2 separate regions of the Mus musculus genome follow, and region 2 is linked to region 1. The links are chromatin contacts, called in public promoter capture Hi-C maps. All regions are on one chromosome and are shown on one strand. Each heading gives the region's core, a stretch centred on a gene start, on an enhancer-like site or on the middle of the called end of the contact. The rest is flanking DNA. Distances are from core to core; before and after follow the strand shown. Region 1 holds the start of Ppifos (peptidylprolyl isomerase F, opposite strand). Region 2 overlaps 4933413J09Rik (RIKEN cDNA 4933413J09 gene).

The links. Promoter capture Hi-C pulls out the DNA fragments that hold promoters and counts their contacts.
Region 2: a promoter capture Hi-C map of embryonic stem cells shows a contact between it and region 1, with 3 times the contacts expected there. The contact joins the enhancer-like site here to the promoter of Ppifos in region 1. A contact is called at or near these places in 7 of 39 promoter capture datasets (the 3T3-L1 cell line, embryonic stem cells, hippocampal neurons and 2 more) and 1 of 484 Hi-C or Micro-C datasets (embryonic stem cells).

The regions. Positions count from the first base shown.
Region 1 is chr14:25,699,850-25,702,969 of GRCm38.p6, reverse strand. It overlaps Ppifos (peptidylprolyl isomerase F, opposite strand), which reads left to right and starts at 1,688. Exons shown (of 3, transcript NR_028021.1): 1 at 1,688-1,925. It overlaps Ppif (peptidylprolyl isomerase F (cyclophilin F)), which reads right to left. Exons shown (of 6, transcript NM_134084.1): 6 at 2,502-3,120.
Region 2 is chr14:26,377,629-26,380,748 of GRCm38.p6, reverse strand. The region is part of intron 4 of 4933413J09Rik (RIKEN cDNA 4933413J09 gene); the gene reads right to left. It overlaps Gm52114 (a long non-coding RNA gene), which reads left to right. Exons shown (of 4, transcript XR_003951124.1): 4 at 2,489-2,635. Among named protein-coding and RNA genes, the nearest start is that of Gm52114, 12 kb to the left of the region's middle. Within about 2 kb of position 1,493, at least 30 of the 459 cell types and tissues checked have an H3K27ac peak or open chromatin away from gene starts, as enhancers often do. A contact at or near this core is called in embryonic stem cells, where this site is marked.

The DNA of each region.
Region 1 (3,120 bases), core at 439-2,938:
GCCTAGAAAGACGTGTAGGGAAGGTTCTGAAACACTGGCGAGGTTTTGTGTCTTCACTGATGCTCATTAATCAGTGGATGTGGTTTTCAAAATTTTATTGATGGTGCAATTAAAATGTGTGAATTTTACTATATGTAAATTTTTATCTCAGTGAAATCATTCTGAAAAGCTACCAAGCATCTCAGAAATTTGATGTTTTGGTTTTTGAAAGCATAAGGTATCACATCTTATGCCATCTAGAAAGCATATACAGGTTCAACACTTGGTGCACACGTTAGGTACTGAGGGCTACCGATGTATGTATGCACACATTAGGTACTGAGGGCTACCAATGTATGTATGCACACATTAGGTACTGAGGGCTACCGATGTATGTATGCACACATTAGGTACTGAGGGCTACCGATGTATGTATGCACACATTAGGTACTGAGGGCTACCGATGTATGTATGCACACATTAGGTACTGAGGACTTACTGGCAAGCAACAAGCCAGGATTTCCTGTGTTACTTTAAAAGATGCTTCACATAAAAACCAGCCTGGTCTACAAAGTGAGCTCCAGGACAGCCAGGGCTATACAGAGAAACCCTGTCTGGAAAAAACAAAGCAAACAAACAAACAAACAAACAAACAAAACCCCAAAACCTGGCTTGGGCCTCTGAGAGCTGCAGAGGATGACCTTGCCTCTGCCTTTAGGGAGTGGTTTTCAGAAAAATTCTTACATGCTTGCTGTACCCCTAGATTCCACTGGATGGAGACAGAACACACACATCCTCAGGAAACACAAGCCCTCCCACTTCTAACTCTGGACCCCTCTGAAATTGACAGGAGGCAGGTCACAGCTCAAGGAGGGATGGCTTTCCCTTTGACTTGTCCTGGGTGCCTGGAGTACCCCAGGTCAGCAGGCAACTCCAAAAACAACAACAACACATCTTTGACCTGTACCAGAAATACACAAATTTTAAAGTGAGTAAATAAATAATGTTCCTAAAATACTTTTAAAGTGGCTGGGGATAAGCCTATAATCAAAGCTATTCAAAGGACCAAGGCAAAAAGAGTCACAAGTTTTAAGTTGGCCTGGGCCATAGAGTAACTTCAAGGCCACCGTGGACAATGTAGACCTAGCCTACAACTAAACAAAAAGGGGAGGGTTTGGGGTCACAGGTCAGTGGTAAAGTACCTGTGTGACCTCAAGATTTTAGGTAATGATCCTAAGAAGCCCGTGTGTACTTTCTGTACCACCAAGAGCTCAAGAGGTCTGTCCTTTGCCAACTGCTTGACATATTGTCTAGATTAATCACAAGCCAGCCTGTAGCCTCATCTTCTCACCTGTAAGCTGTTGTGCTGCATGAGACATTATCAGTTATTAGTAGGCGAGATCTGCGTCTCAAATGAAGTCCCTCGGCAGCCCCACTGTATAAAGGACTGCAGAGGCTCGTGGACACAGGCACAGAATGCCTGCTCAGGGTCCACACCATCACAGCCAGCTGTTCTGAGGATGCTGGCTGCTCCCAAAATGGCTTTAACTACTACTCCAACCAAACTCTCAACCCAAGGAGCTGAGCTCTGACTTCATGGAAACTCCAAGACTCTGAAGACTCAGCATAACCTCTATGATGTCAGAATGACCACGCCTACCTCTAACCTGACATCACCTGATTCAGGAATTCTATATGGCATGAATGCAATACTCACCGCAGCCAGAGCCCACATCCCTTCTCCATGAGCTATGCTATGTCCCTACCCACCTAAGGAAACTCTTAGTCATGTGCTTGCCCCAGTCCTGTCTTCCCTGAGAATTCAGCAATGAAGAATTCCACATTTCAGTGACCCAGCATGAGAAAAGGGAAACCCACCTCTAACCTTTGGTGATCTCAGCCCCCTTTCCTAAGGATCTCTGACACACGGGAAATGTCACCCTCTTGTAAGTCACTACCCAGAGATTGCTGTGATGATACATCTGGCCCAAGACCATGCACCTCACATGGGTCACACCCAATTCCAGACCTAGATGTCATGTACACATTATGTAGCTGAGAGAAACTGAAGCTCAATCACTAAGCATAGCTGGGACTTCACCTAGAGGTAGTGCTCACGGTGGGGACTGTCTGGACCATCCTACAGGACAGATGGTAGCAAGGATGTTCTCAGTGGCTTCTGAGCTAGTACTTGGGGTTAGGACACAGAATGTTCTACACGGATTTCCTTACAATAAGGCTGAGGACGTGGCTTGTGTGCACAAAGGCCCTAGCATCATAAAACAACAAAACAAACAAAAAACAGTTCAAAGCATAGAACCTAACACATAGTAACTCCAAGACTGGCCCCAGCTGGAGTCAATGTTCCATGCCTGTAATCCCAACAGCATTGAGGAAGGTCAAGAGTGTTTGAAGCTAGCCAAAGGCTATACAGCAAGACCCTGGACCACACAGCAAGACCCTGTCACAAAAACAAATGAGCCCCAAAGATGTAAATTTCATTCCAAAACCAGAGACAGCCATTTTATAGAAAATAGGATTTATTTATCACATTTGAGATGAACACACAGGACTGTCCCAGAAATCTTTTACATATATATTATTGATAGATTGGATTTATTCAACATACAGAAAAAGCAAAGCCTGCCAGAAGACACTTCCCTCTTGAGAACAGCATGAGGTCAGGCAGTGTCTGTAAGTTTTCACCACGGGAATTCACATTGAGCAGAAAGACCGGGCTCACAGGTCTGTTCCCAGGTCCTGCTGCTTCTATTTCACAGGCTTTCAAAAATCACAGCAGCAGCCAGCAGGATTCACAGTGACCAGGAGGGAAGGCATTGACGCTGGGACTTTCACAAGAGCCCTGAGTGATGTCTCAGAAGCCAGGCTGGGAGGTGGGGGGGTTGGGGGTGTCTGTGGCTTGTGCCAACTCAGGTCACACATGGACAGTGCCGTGAGTGTCACAGCAACACAGGTCACACACGGACAGTGCCATGAGTGTCACAGCTTTGTTTCGATGAGATCTTGAATTCTATGTTAAATTATTGCAAGGAGGAAGACAACATTAAATAGCAACTGCTATCCCCACTGATCAAGGAAAAGAGTCAGGAGCCTTCCCTGACTAACTGGTCAGCATTGCCA
Region 2 (3,120 bases), core at 244-2,743, 680 kb before region 1:
GTTCAACAGTTGAACAACATGAAGCAACAGGCAACACCTGCTGCTCTGCTCTGGATGCTGATAGTTAAAATTCCTGGTTTTGCACATGCAGGATAAACTTCATATTTATATGAAGCAAATAAATAAAATTTTAAAAACAAAGTTTTGTGAGTTTTTTTTTTTTCACATTTTCGGTGATTAACACAAGGATCTCTCTTGCAAGCTTTCTTTTCTCTCCTTTCCTCCCACTTTCCCCTCTCTTCTATTTCTTCCTCTCCGCTCTGTCTCTTTCCTCTTTGTCTTTTCTCTGCTCTCTCCTCTCTGCTCTCTGCTCTCTCCTCTCCTTTCCCCCTTTCTGCCTTTCTTTCTCCTGTCTCTCTTTCCTTCTATCCAGTCTGTCCCTCAACCATCTCTCTTTCCTTTCACCTCCTCACCCGCCTTTTCTTTCCTTCTGTCTCCTACTATTTTTGTTTGTTTGTTTACAGAGAAGACAGAATCTTTTTATGTAGTATATGCAGGTTAGTCTTAAGGTCAGGGTCTTCCTGCTTCAGTCTCCCTCCCAAGGACTGGGACTGAGTGTGTATACCATACCCAGCTACCAGCCACACTTTATATCTCACTATCATAATTTAATCTTACAAACATAAATAATTATATGAAACCCTGGGAGATACTGACCTTCCTAGGAGCAAAGTGCATGGTTAAATGTTGGGACTTGGAGATCTAGCCTGGGCTATAAAGTGAAACTTTGTCAGCATAGAAGGAAAACAGTTCATAGTCACTCTAGATATGAGTTCTGTGGACACTCTGAGCTTCTTAGCAACCTGACGGAAATCAAATAATGAAAGTCTGAACTATTTAAGTATTGTAGAAAATATTGTTCCAATATGTTGGCATCTTCTTATTTTTCTTTTTCTTTTGCCATATCTAATTCTAGAGAAACCCACTTTCATGTTTAACAGTAAAATTTATCTTTTCAGGCTAGTTGGCCTTTTGTTTGTTTGTTTGTTTGTTTGTTTCTTTCTTTCTTTCTTTCTCCCCCCCACCTTTCTTTGAGGCAGGGTCCTACTATATAGCTTTAATGTCCTGGAACTTGCTATGTAAACAAGGCTGGCCTTGGTTTACATAGAGATTTCATAGAGCTGTACCTTCCTTTGCCTCCCCTGGTATAAAAGGCATGTGCCACAATGCCAGGTTAAACTACTGTTACTTGCAGTTATTGAGAGACTTAGAGCACTTGGGCCATTAAAGATGTGAACCTGAGGTACACAGATGAGAGAGAGAGAGAGGGAGGGAGAGAGAGAGAGAGAGAGAGAGAGAGAGAGAGAGAGAGAGATTAGATCATTACTTCTTGTCACTTTATTGTCTTGGAACAAAGAGAAGCAGAGTAATCCATGCAGGCTATGGAGGGAAGAGAAAATGGCCTCAGGAATGTTCTCTAGATTGAGGGGAATGTGGCCTTGGACTTTTCTTCCTGACCCTGGGGCAATCTGACTCAGCAGATTCAGCATAAAGGGTGCATTGTCTCAAGAGAACAGCCTCCAAGAACGCAGCTGTTTTCTTTGCTCGCCTGTGCTGTATGGACTCCAGATCCAAAGACTCCCTGGTAATGGGAAAACCATGAGAAAACCTAAGAAGCCACGGGACAGTGTGTAGTTATCCTCTACCTGCCTCTTCACTGTCCATCATTTACTGTCAGGGGGACTGATTGTTGCAAAAATGTACTTCTCAGCCTCAACAAATGCTTACATCTTCAGGTCCCTTCTGTTTTGAAGATGGTGTCTGCCTGAACCTACAAGTGTTAGCATTCTTGACTCTGAGTGGAGGTAGAGACAATTGTCAATTTGGAAGAGTTTGGGTAACAGCATAAGGCATGTCAAGTGATCAGGTCCAGCCAGCTGTCTATCCACCAGGCCACCTCATCCTCACTAAGGTAGCCTCTAAGGTACACTGAAGCTCACCAGGCCACAGGAACTAGATTTTCATCACAGGTCACTGCTAGACAATCAGAGATAGACAATAAAAATGGTTAGCCAGATGTGATGGATGGCAATTTTTGATTGTCAACTTGATTATCTTACGTTTTTGGTTGGAGAAAGGATAGATGAATCATGTTAGGTGTAATTATGACCTGGTAATTGTCTTCATTTGGAAATTAATAATGGCACAGGAGATATGATTGTGTGTCAAGATGACACTGGGTGAATTTGGGATGGCTATGATTGGTTATTAACTTGATTACATCTGGAATTAAGTCAAACCCAGCAATAGAGGGGTACACCTGGGAGGGAATTTGGTGCTGAGTTAAAGTGGGAAGACCTATATCGAATCCTGACCTTGAAGGTAGGAAGTCAAGACCTTCAAACCAGATCTTTTGAGCTGGGAAACCCCACCTCAAATGTGGGCCATTTCTGTTGAAAGCCTATATTAGGACCCAGAGGAGGAAGTAGTTGCTCTTTGCCTACCTGCTCTCACCTTGCTAACAAGTCCATTCCTTCACTGGCATTAGAGCCTGCTTCTTCAGGATTCCAGCATATACTGAAGACCAGCTGAGACATCCAGCCTTGTGGACTCTCCTATTGGACTCTCCATTCATGGACAGCCATTGTTGGATTACCTGCACCACAGCCTGTAAGTCTTTCTAATAAATGCCTTTCCTATATATGGAGAGAGTCGTTTTGTAAGTTCTGTTCCACTAGAGAACACTAGAGAACCCGGGCTACTACACCAGGCATGTAGAGAAGACCTTGTGGTCTCATAACAGTCCCAGCTCAGCTACAGATTTCCAATGGCCACCTCCCCTTCACCTGTTTCTCAGGGGATGCACTGATGATGGCAGCAGTCTTGGTTTCTATAACTTCTCTACAAGGCAATTTTACTAAAAGTTGGAACACACTGTGATGTAACTTCCTGAGGGCATCAGACGGAGACATTCCAGTTCATATGAGGAATGCTATGTAATTCCCGATGCTCCGTTTCTGTGACAAAGACCTGGTGGCCCCATCCACATGAAGAACAGAGGACAAACTTGTGGGAAGTTTGTTCTCTCTGTCAACCCTGTGAATCCCAGGGAAGAAAATCAAGTTTGTAGGCCTGGAAACAAGTACTATTCTGTGCTGAGCCATCTGGCCAGCTGACTAC